Linked DNA regions of Mus musculus: region 2 is linked to region 1. A link is a contact called in public HiChIP or PLAC-seq data. All regions are on one chromosome and are shown on one strand. The core of a region is the stretch at or near the end of the contact, and the rest is flanking DNA. Distances in the headings are between cores, read along the strand shown. Region 1 overlaps Akap13 (A kinase (PRKA) anchor protein 13). Region 2 has its middle 19 kb from the start of AU020206.

The links. HiChIP or PLAC-seq counts read pairs in DNA pulled down with a chosen protein or histone mark.
Region 2: a BATF HiChIP or PLAC-seq map of CD8 T cells shows a contact between it and region 1, with 8 read pairs. The contact joins two enhancer-like sites. A contact is called at or near these places in 2 of 484 Hi-C or Micro-C datasets (B cells and CD8 T cells) and 4 of 115 datasets of contacts at active chromatin or transcription factors (CD8 T cells, effector CD8 T cells, regulatory T cells and 1 more).

Annotation. Positions count from the first base shown.
Region 1 is chr7:75,556,134-75,561,642 of GRCm38.p6, forward strand. The region is part of intron 2 of Akap13 (A kinase (PRKA) anchor protein 13); the gene reads left to right. Among named protein-coding and RNA genes, the nearest start is that of Akap13, 100 kb to the left of the region's middle. Within about 2 kb of position 3,193, at least 39 of the 459 cell types and tissues checked have an H3K27ac peak or open chromatin away from gene starts, as enhancers often do. A contact at or near this core is called in CD8 T cells and regulatory T cells, where this site is marked.
Region 2 is chr7:75,798,226-75,804,150 of GRCm38.p6, forward strand. No RefSeq gene overlaps it. Among named protein-coding and RNA genes, the nearest start is that of AU020206, 19 kb to the left of the region's middle. Within about 2 kb of position 2,081, at least 51 of the 459 cell types and tissues checked have an H3K27ac peak or open chromatin away from gene starts, as enhancers often do. A contact at or near this core is called in CD8 T cells and regulatory T cells, where this site is marked.

The DNA of each region.
Region 1 (5,509 bases), core at 1,943-4,442:
GTTTTGTCTAATAGCCCAAAGAAGTGAAGCCTGCAAATGGCTAAGAATTTGCTTCAGTATTGGTGACGCGGAATTCGAAGCTGGAAGACAGTAGCAACTTTATTAGTAGTGGTACTGTGTGAGCTGAGTTCTGTTTACATTGAGGAGAGGGAGACTTTTAACTAGAATATCCGAGAACATGTTAAAAGAGGAAGACTGCTAAGTGGGTTTAATTGGCCATTGTCATTATCTGGCAAAATAGAAACATCAAAGAAACTGTATAATATTTTCTACCAGTGAAGTCAGTCCAAGCCTGTACTTGCAATGACCTAGTTGGTAGTAAAATCAGTGAATTCCTCAGTTGATTTCTGTTTATGTTGTTTGAGGTGCTTTTAAGTAAAGCTGAGGGCTTTGCTTGCTAGTTGGGAGTGGGCTGTACCCAAGGCTCTTGGAATGTGTCTGAGCACTTTCTCTTTAAGAGAGTTGGTACTAAGGACAGGGGAGATCCTATTATGTCTTCTTATCAGGAGTGTTTCTGAGTCTTGGTTCTTTTTAACTGTCATTTTATGGACGTGAGCTGAAATCTTTTCATCCTCATAGCATTATATTTTAGATCTTTTGATTTTTTTCATCCAGTTATCTAACCTAAGATAAATTGGGGAGAGAGATTTGCAGAGTAGAGTTAGGCATTCATTTATCCAGCCAACATTATTGAGCACTTACAATCACGCTTAGGCACTGATACTGCATTGAATAAAACAAGTATGCCCTTAACTCAGATAAATATGCTGTCTAAAATTCTGTACATCAGTATACTGTATATATGTTAAAATCATGAGTCATATCATTACAGGAGAGGTAAAGCAGGACAAGGCAGGTGAGAGGCGGGGTGGGAAAGCTCTTACTCATCCCCACACTCTTGAAGGATGGTGATCATTAGCGTGCACGATGAACATATGTGACCTTTTCCAGCGATGTGTAGACTTGCATGGGGCAGGAGATGTAGCCTTTCCATGGCCACCCTTGTTAGTGTCCGATGGACTGGGAACTGTGGTCCTGGAGAATGGATTCCTGATCCTCAAGCCATGGCACATTGCTTCATGACTGTGCCATTTCATTTACTTTGTGGTTTTGCATACATCCTTTCAAGTCCTCTGAATGGATGTATCCTTTGTCTATTCAGTTCTTGCCTGAGCTCCCCATTTAAAGATTCATGCTCTTTGCTTTCTTTAATAATCTTTCTGTTCTATAGCTGGCTTATTTATTTCCCTTTCTTTCTATCTTGCTCAGGTTATAGCTTCTGTTTTGGTTACTTTTCTGTTTGCCTGAGTGACTCCTACTCTGTCAGGAACTAACTCTTCATGTGTTTCTGATTGTCTTTGGCCAGGGGCAAGGTAGTGTGAACTTCACTAAAATATATGCAGACTTTTCTGTCCGTCCATTCTGAAGAACACATAGCATGGTTTCACCTAAGTAAGCCAATACAGGGGTTTGGCTGGGACAGTAGAGTTCTTACCCAGCCTATGCTTCAGCACTAGCCATGTCACATTTTCCCCCAAAAGGTTTTTAGACAAGGAGTTTACAGTCGTATACCCTGTAAATCACTGCCTACCATCTATTTTCTGAAACAAAATTTCATTGAAACAGGGTTATATCTTTTTAATTTTATTAATCTATTTGAGGGGAACTATGAGTCTGGAAGCTAGAGGACAGTTTGTGGGAGTAGGTTCTCTTCTTCCAACCTGTGGGTTCTGTGGATCTGGTAAAGGTCTGTGTAGAGAGGGAAAGGATTAAGGGGCAGGGTTCCCACAAGTACCAGATTTACCACATAAGCCATTTGCCAGACTATCCTTGTTTCAAAAAGAGAATTGAGTAATTGTGAGAGTAATCAGATATGTTCCCAAAAGCTGAAAGTTTTTACTATATAGCCCACAGAAAACATTTTCCTACCCCTATATTGGAGTTGAGGTCAATCATGCATGGTAAAGACTCTGTTCTGACCTTTTTCGTAGCCTTGGTCTTCTCAGAGAAAGGCTGTTCATCTTAGTATCTGGACATTAGCATTAAAACAGAAACTTGTTTTATGGTATTGTATGGTACAAAAAGAAAGGCTTGCCCCTTTCTTGAGTCCAACTTCCTTTTGCCATATATAGTTCAGACTCCAGTCTTTCTGAGTTGGTATGGATTCCACTCAAAGCCTAAGGAGAGGGGGGCGGTATTATGGTTTACAGTGCAAATCTCTGTGACAGATCCCAGCCTGCTTCTGGAGAACAGATGTCCACCCATACATACAACAGCAACTGGCTAGAGTAGTGGCAGTGGTGCCTGCTTTCCCTGCCCTCCACCCCTGCTCCCTGTATCAGACTTCACTGCTTCTGAGGACAGGCATCATTGGCTGTAGGGGAGGCCAAGAAGCAGTAAGTTGCAGGACTGGGCCACAGTTTCTAGGAGGAGAAATTGGCCCACCTGTCTATGACTGGAGACTCTGTGGCATGTTGCTTCTCACTTAGTATTTTCACGGGTGGACTGGAGCAGGTTGCACACAAAGCTTGCCAAGTAGGAATGAGCTAGAGGAATAGAGAACTGCCTCTTTTCCTTGGCACTTGGATCAGGTCTCTTTTAAAGATGGGAAGGAGGTGTGTGTTCCTGGGGGGCAGGGGTGTGTGTGCAGGCATCCACAGCCTCCCGAGTGACCTTCCTCTCTCTGTAATTTCTGTCCGGTAGTATTTCCCTCACATAAGAACTGGAATTCTTTTAAAATGTGAATCATGTTTCTGCATTACTTGCCCCTCCTCCTAGTGGTTTAACACCACACGTAAAACAAACAAATCCCCCATATAAAGCACTCCAAAGTTATGTTGCCTCCCATTGGTGTGTATTTGTGTCTCCTGACTGAACTTTGTTCCTTGTTGATGCTGAGTTTGTGCTTGCCTTCTGCTTGCCCCATTCTTTTCTCTGACCTGATGCCATCAAGAATCAGTATAAATGTAACTTTTCAGAGGAAAGTTTTCTTACCATTCTTAGCACACTTTGTATGAAAGTGTTTCTCCCCCCTGCTTCGTGCACACTTCAGCCTACTTTTTTTAAGTTAATCTTTTCCCCCCACAAGGGGATTTTCCCTTTAAGGTTACATTTTATGATCTGATTTCGTTTGACTGCCTCAAGCTCCTTCTACACAGACTGTTAGAGTCAGCATTCCATACTTGAGCGTCCTGCGTGGTAGCAAATACCCTGCCCCTGAGGAGTGGAGGCTTTGTGTGTGAGCACACATGCATTCCCTCCCTCTCTCCTGTAATTTGGGTCCCATAATTAAATTTTGTGGTATTATTTTTTGGGATAACTTTCAATATAAGGAATAGCTCATGTAGATGGAAAGTTTATTTATTTCAGGTTTGCTGTTGTTACATGGCATGGTGAAAGTTCTGTCATAGCTAGTGTTTACAGCTTCTCAGATTTTACAGCTGTTTCCTGTACAACTGGATTTAGTCTGTAATTTCTTTCATCTCCTCCCTTACCACCTTTGACAATTCATTGTTTGAGAAGAAATTTTAAGTCGAGCAACAGAATTTGTGTCTTTGGGCCCCTTAGTGACCTGTTTGAGATAACTCTGTGGGAAGCCTTTCTATCTATTTTGCTCAGTCATGTCAAGATCTCTCTTAATTCCTGACCCTGATCCTGTTTTTCCTGCAGTGCCTCTTATTCAGCTGTAGGTACGTACAGCTTTATGGATCTTCTCCCTGAAGGAAGGGACTGTGAGCCCGAAAGGAGCAAGAATTGTCTTGTCTCTATAGCCTCAGGTTCACTCACCCACATGCTCTCCCATGTCTGTTGTGAGAAGAAAGGATAAGACTTATCCACTTATGTGCAGCATGTTAAGGTTCCTTTTTAAAATATGAAATATTTCGGGTTCGGCTTAACAACCATTGAGGGCTATAGGCTAACCACGTTAAAGAGTTGTTGAGTGCAAATGCAAACTAGTGCTTCCTGTTACTAAGCTGTGTTGTGATGTCATCTTCTGGGCTTGTGTGTCTGCCTTAAATGATCTGCCTTGAGCCTGGGGCATCATGGGCCATAGTCTTGTGTATGTATAATGTATAAATGTATAGACTCAGTCTTCAGTAATTAAGTACTATTTAAGAAGAACGAATGAGGATTGTGGTAATAGAGGGTAGACAAAATGGCCCTATCACCTAGCCTGATGACCTGAGTTTGATTCCACAACCCCACATGGTAGACTGCACGTGATCTTAGCTAAAAGGCTGAGAAGCGATGACACATGGTAGACTGAAGGAGAGACTCTCTCCACATCCACCATAGTGAGTGTATGTTCCTTGCCCCTGTATAGCACAGTAATAACTAATATAGTAGAAAATCACTAAGATTGTAGTAATGAGAACAGAATGAAAGGGAAAGTAATGAACACATTTGTGTCAGATAAACTTCTACTAGTTACCTTATTAGGTAGACCTAGACTGAGAACTTGTACTAGCAGCAAATAATTGAAATAAAGTAAGATACATGGAAGGAAATGTTTTGGTAACAGATTTTTTTTTTTAAAATCTTTTATTTGTTCTTGTGTGTGGGTATATATGCATGAGAGTCCAGCTGTCCTGCAAGTCAGCAATGGCAGATCGCCCAGGATTTGCAATTACAGGCGGTTGCAAGCTGCTGGACAGGGTTGCTGGGAACTGAACTTGAGTCATTGGCAGAGCAGTATGTGCTTACATAGTCATCAGCTTCACTGAGTAAAGGGGTGTGCCACACACAGTTAAGACTCTTACCTTTATATAAACTAGCTTTAACTAATTAGTAAGACTAACAGTTATATCTTGTCCAGATTATGTTGTCTTCAAAAGACTTTTATTTTTCCCAACCACTAGTATCATTAATAACAGACTGTTAAAGAGAAATAGGAAATATTTTAAGTGAACCTCTCTGTTCATTTTTAACATCTCTTTTGGTGTTTACTAATGGTTTGCTATTTCATTTATGTAATTTTTTTCTATTGATAATTAATACACATTTACACACACCACTTTTTTTTCATCTGTGTTTTTGGCCTTTACTTCAGGATTAAAATAAAGGTTTGGGAATTGTGCTTGAATTTGAATTGTGACCCATTCTAATTTTTTTCTCAGACAAGACATTGAAATAAGCATTCTGTGGGCCTTAGGACTGGAGGGATGATTCAGTGGTTAAGAGTGCTTTACTGCTCTTGCACAAGACTTAGGTTTGGTTTGTAGCACCACTTGATGGCTCATAGCCACCTGTAACTCCAGTTTCAGGGGATCTGAAGCCCTTTCTGACTTCTTCAGACTCCTACATACATATAGTGCACATACATACACTTAGACACACACATAAAATAAATAAGTAAATACTTTTCTCATCGCTAAACTAGGAATAAGAATACCCAGTAGTATCACATTGCATATAGTTCAGTTCCAAACTGCAGCAGGCACTCAGAAAGTGACAGCAGTAGGTGCTTGCTCATCTTCCACACACTCAAATGATATTAACTGTTTAAGAA
Region 2 (5,925 bases), core at 831-3,330, 240 kb after region 1:
TCATTCCTTGCACTTGGTGTACGTCTTTTCTCTCCCCCCATTTGGTTCTTAGGAGAAGGTCCCCTCGAGACCCTCGAATAACTGGACCTGCTGGACGGGTCAGAAGTGCAAAGTCACAAGAGTCACAAGGAATACCCGGTAATTGTTCCGGTTATCTCTCAAGACAGTTTCTAAGAGCCCCTAACACTAGCACATTTGCAAAGCGGGTTCCGGCAATGGTCAGGGTGGCTTTCTTTGAATGAACACTCTTTGAACCCAGGAAGCGGGTGGGTGGTGGAATGTTGCTATCTGTTTTATGATTAGCATACCTTGGAGCATTAAGTCACAGAGGTCACATTCCCAAGCCTGGGCCTAAAGGCATAGAATTTTGTTTTTACAGTTATACTTTCACCAACAGTCTCAGAGAGCACCCTTAGAAGGTTGAAACATAGACACCAACTCTCCACCCAACATGCCAGCAAAGACCCCAGCCATCTGCTCCCCAGAGTTCTTCAACTGCTAGCTGCCTTAGTTCCCTTGGGGAAGACAGGGTTATGTTCAGAGTCATTTCCTAACCTTAAACCTCCCAGGTTAGAAGGAGAGGGATCAGAGTAGGCCAGGATTTGATTACAAAGGATGGTATGCCCCAGAGTTTGATTTCTGGTGGGGTTTTTGTTGTTGTTTTGGGGGTTTTGTTTGTTTGTTTGTTTTAGTTGTTTCAAATAATTTTATTCACTGGTAATACTCATTAAACAGAAGAACGAGATGAGAATTAAGGTAATTAAATTTACCCAAGCCGGGCATGGTGGTACACACCTTTAATCCCAGCACTTGGGAGGCAGAGGCAGGCGGATTTCTGAGTTCGAGGCCAGCCTGGTCTGCAAAGTGAGTTCCAGGACAGCCAGGGCTACATAGAGAAACCCTGTCTCAAAAAAAAAAAAAAAAAAAAAAAAAAAACCAAAAAATACAACAACAAAAAAATAAATAAATTTACCCAAGAGCCCACCCTGAGATAAACACAAGAGATAGTTGTGTTTACATGGTTGAAAATGCCTGTGTTGCCCTGTTTGTTTTGGAGTGTTTGCGACTTGGGGGTGTATATGTTTTGTTTTGTTTTGTTTGGAGTATTGTCTCATTGTGTAGTCCCTGCTGGCCTCAAAGCTGTGATTCTCCTGGCTCACCCTCCTGGCTATTGAGATTACAGGTGTACACCTCCAGACCAGAGCCACTTTTCCTCACACTAACTTTTCATCCTTCCATAGGAATCCCAAGCATCTTTCAGTGCTCTAAGGGTAGCTTTCGAGAGGAGGCCAATAACTCCACAAGTCTCCAAACAATAGAGTCCCAGGCTCCTGAAGCCCTGTGATGTAAAGTGAATGTATGGGAGAACATTAGGAAGTCACAACTAGCACCAAGAAGTCAGAAATATTCAAAGAAAGATGTGAGAGACCAAACTGTGGTTAACCAGACCTTCAACAACTCTCACCCTGAAGATCTGACTGACCCTTTGATGGGAACAGTGTTACTCCCTCCTTCTTGTCTTGACTTGGGGCCTTGGGACTGTTTAGATAGAGCCAGCATTCCAAGATAAGCTGCAAGATGTTTGAAGCCTGCAATCAGCATCCGCCCTAGATGTTGGTCCCTCTCTCTGTGTTTTGATCATTCCCCCTCAGCCGCTCCCTATTTTCTCTCACTGTGTGCTTATAATCAGGCTACTAGCCTCCATTAAACAGACCTTGACAACCCTTTGCTTGGTCTGGCTCCTTTCTCGCCCATTTCTTTTTCAGGCTTGGTCACCCTTGATCCCAGGAATAACTAGGTCCCGTGGGTCGGGGTAGAAAGAGATCAAAGGGGCAGCTCAGTAGGAGAGAGCTTCCCAAGCATTCAGGAGGCAGCCCTGAGTCCACTCCACCCCCAACCTCCCCCACCTCAGCTGGGAAGGGGGGTGATTTGTGAATGAACAGAAAAGTGCACCAGCCTTTGGAAGGAGGGGGCATGCATGGATCGATCCTCCTCTGGACAAAACTCCCTTTAGTCTAAGAATGGCTTGCATTGCTGTCAGTTCTCTGCAACTGGTGGCATGTTATCATGGTCCAAACATCACTAAAGGCCAAGAGTCCGGTGAAATGAATCAGCAACCAGTTGTCTGTGTTTTGTCTCAACCTATGTCAGAATTCTTCCTTGCACAACATAGACAAATGCATCTCCTTGGCCACGAGAGAGCCCCAACTTGGAACTTCCCACCAGACCTTAGGGAAGGTCCCTGAGTCCCCCTCTCTGCCCTGCCAATTAATGTAAAGGGCACCAGAACCACCAATCATTTTGTGTTTAGTTGCTGTTGCTGTAATCTGCCCTCAAAAATTGTACAAAAACCTTGTGAAAGAAAGAGAAGAGGTCGCCTCTCCTCTGAGTGCAAGATGACCCCAGAGCACTGAAACAATAAACCTCTTCCATCAAACTCTATTCACGAGTCTCATTTGGGGGTTTCCCCGCAGCTGAGGCTCACCTTGAGTCATACCTATTTGTTATGGATGCAATCACCTGTCCTATGATGTATGAAGTCATCTGCTGTCAAACTCGTGGCTGTTTCTCATTTTTCATTAGTGTAAACAGGTCAGCTCCTCTACACAGTGCACCTTAATCAGGAACTGATTGGTTCCTTGGGATAAATGCTTAGAAGTGGGAGGAAGACTGAGGGATGGGGTCCAGCACATTATGGACCCCTTTAGAGAATCCTGCCTGAGTCCAGGACCCGAAGTCTGGTGTCAGACTCAGAGACTGACAAGAAACCATTCTGTGCTCCGAGACTCCATCCAGTGTCATTGTGAAATCGTCCACTCACAAAGCTACGGACTGCAGGGAAGGATCATTAGAGACAAGCATGTGACAGACAACATCATCTATGTCATCAAATGTTTCTCCAGTTCTGCCTCACAGCCTGGTGCTGACAATACTCTCTTGGATGCAGAAAGGAATCCTACTGAATTTGAGTCTTCTGAAGCCCAGAGCTTTCTAGCCCCAGCTCCGCCCATAGGAAGTACTTCCTCACTTCTTAGCAGTTGGTCTGAAGATCATAGTCCACAGTTAGATCATAGGCCTGATGAAGACTTTCCCTTGAGGCCTGCTGTTCTCCCCCCAGAGTATTGCCTCAATCCCACTGTTAAAAACAAAGTGTTAGGGGTGTAGTCTAGGGGCTGAGCACTTCCCTAGCCTGTGTGAGACCCTAGTTTCTGTCCCCAACCCTGAAAACAAAAGCAAAATCCTTAAAGTGGGTCCAGTGCTCAAAGCTTCTAACTGCTGCCCTCAGAAGGGCCAGGAACTCAAGTCTTACAGAAAGCTTTGGAGAGAACAGAGTTGTCAGTCAACCGAAGGAAATCAATGGCGCCTGGAATGCAGGTGATGGTGGTCCAACCTAGTGATCCAAGGAGGAGCCAGCCTCCACAGGAATCCTTCCTGAAGGTTGTTTAGGCCCTAATCTTGGGCTTTGTCTCTCAGGGAATAAACTTCATCCCTTTGAAAAGGCCCCACATACTTGCATCCTACTTCCAAATAGAATCTATTCTTTTTTTTTTTTTTGGTTTTTCGAGACAGGTTTTTTTCTGTATAGTCCTGGCTGTCCTGGACCTCACTTTTTGACCAGGCAGAGAATCTATTCTTATGCTAATCACAGATGCTCCCTCTAGGTCCCAGCCTTAAGCTTTGTTTATGGGCCTATAGAACTCCTGCTTACTGTAAATGTCACAAGTACTTTACCACCTTGCTAGGGCATTTCTTTCTAGGTAGCTTTGCCTGGTTGTGGTTCGTGGAAACCCCTTCCCAAGGTTTTGCTACTCTTAAACATGTATGAAGAATGAGTCACCAAGTCAGACTCTGCAAGCTTTTTGACCTAGGGCCCGCACCTCGCACCTGGGTCTTTTCAGCCTTAGCCTTGAGGCTTTCCTGGGTGGGGGGAGGTAGGATGGGGGGGTTGTCTTTGACAAAGGTCAACTGGCTATGAGGCTAGCCTGGCTACTGTCTCAAAAATAAGCAAGCCTGGTATTAGTGGCACACACCACTAATCCCAGTACTCCAGAGGCAGAATTCTTGAGTTCGAGGCCAGCCTGGTCTACAGAATGAGTTCCCAGGGCTACACAGAGAAACTCTGTCTCAAAAATCAAACCACCACCAACCACCATCAACAACAAAAAGCAAACATTATCTGAGGGGAGATTAACTAAGACTAATATTTCTCCAAAGAGGTGTAGCCCACCCGGCAGCAGGGGGGAGGGAGGGGTTTCCTGGGATAAAGAAAGAGATCATAAGAATTTTTTTTTTTTTTTTTTTTTTTTTTTTGGTTTCTCTGTGTAGCCCTGGCTGTCCTGGAACTCACTCTGTAGACCAGGCTGGCCTCGAACTCAGAAATCTGCCTGCCTCTGCCTCCGCCTCCCAAGTGCTGGGATTAAAGGTGTGCGCCACCACTGCCCGGCCATAAGAACCTTTAAAAAATTATTTATTTGGGCTGGAGAGATGTCTCAGAAGTTAGGAGCACTGAGTACTCTTTCAGAGGTCCTGAGTTCAATTCCCAGCAACCACATGGTGGCTCACAGCGTCTGTAGTGGGATCCGATGCCCTCTTCTGGTGTGTCTGAAGAAACATGTAACCACCTGCAGCCACACTACCTGGGTTCCTGAGTGGGAGGCTGGAGCTATATGGAAGGAAACGGTGAGAGAAATAATGGAGGCCAAGACATGTTTCTGTTCAAGGCCCCACAGTTTACTAAGAGTCTGTGCTTATAAAGGAGGGAGGCTCATCTCCTGCCAATCCATTCTTGATGTCAGGCTGTATGTAGGCAATCTGCCGGATCTGCCACTGTCTCCAGAATATCTCAAGGGCCTCTCAGCAGGTAGCAGTATCTTGGAGAAGAGCAGGGGCAGGTGACAGAACAATAGAGCCATCTAAATTAGAAGGCTCCACCCCAGGTGCTCTCATACTCAGAGGCAGTGAGGTCTGAATCAGCCTGCTTCAAGGCTGGGGGAGGCTACAGAAACACATATATGAAATAAATAAAAATGATTTATTTATTTTCGTTTTATGTGTATTTGTGTATGAGAATGTTGGGCCCCCTGGAGCTGGTGTTACAGACAGTTGTGGGCTGCCATGTACATAGTGGAAATTGAACCTGGGTCCTCTGAAAGAACAGCCAGTGTTCTTCACTGGCTGAGAGATTTCTTCAGCCTGCTATAAGAATGTCTTGTTGTGCCAGGGGGTGGTGGTGCACACCTTTAATCCCAGCACTTGGGAGGCAGAGGCAGGCGGATTTCTGAGTTTGAGGCCAGCCTGGTCTACAAAGTGAGTTCCAGGACAGCCAGGGCCACACAGAGAAACCCTGTCTTGAAAAAAAAGAATGTCTTGTGGTTAATATCAGACACTTCCTTCCACCTTACAGCCTTAGTATATTGTTTTTGCTTTTGTTGTTGGTTTTGTTGTTGATTTTTCTTTCCCTAGATAGGGTTTCTCTGTGTAACAGACTTGGCTGTTCTGGGACTCACTCTGTAGACCAGGTTGGCCTCAAACCCACAGAGATCTGCCCACTTCTGCCTGTTTTAATAAGCATAATAAAATTATAAAAAATGCCTTTTTATATTTCTTCTTCAAACATCCTATGCACTGTGTATCAATGTAGGGTTAGAACTCAGGATATATATAATTCTGTTGTCTGGCCTAGAACACACAGATCTCTAGGTTCCATCCCCAGTACCACAGAAACCAAGTGCTACACATGCCTCTGTGTCTAGCGCTTGGGAAAGGGAGGCAGGAATTGTAAGACTCTAGGGAGCCTTAGCTTACTAGGGACCCCCTGAGTAAACCATATGGAGAGGGAATTGCTGCAAAAAGCAAGAGCAATTTATGGTTCCAGTGTACTGGGGTCAGCCCAGACCTGAAGGAGAGGTGGTGACCCCCAGTACC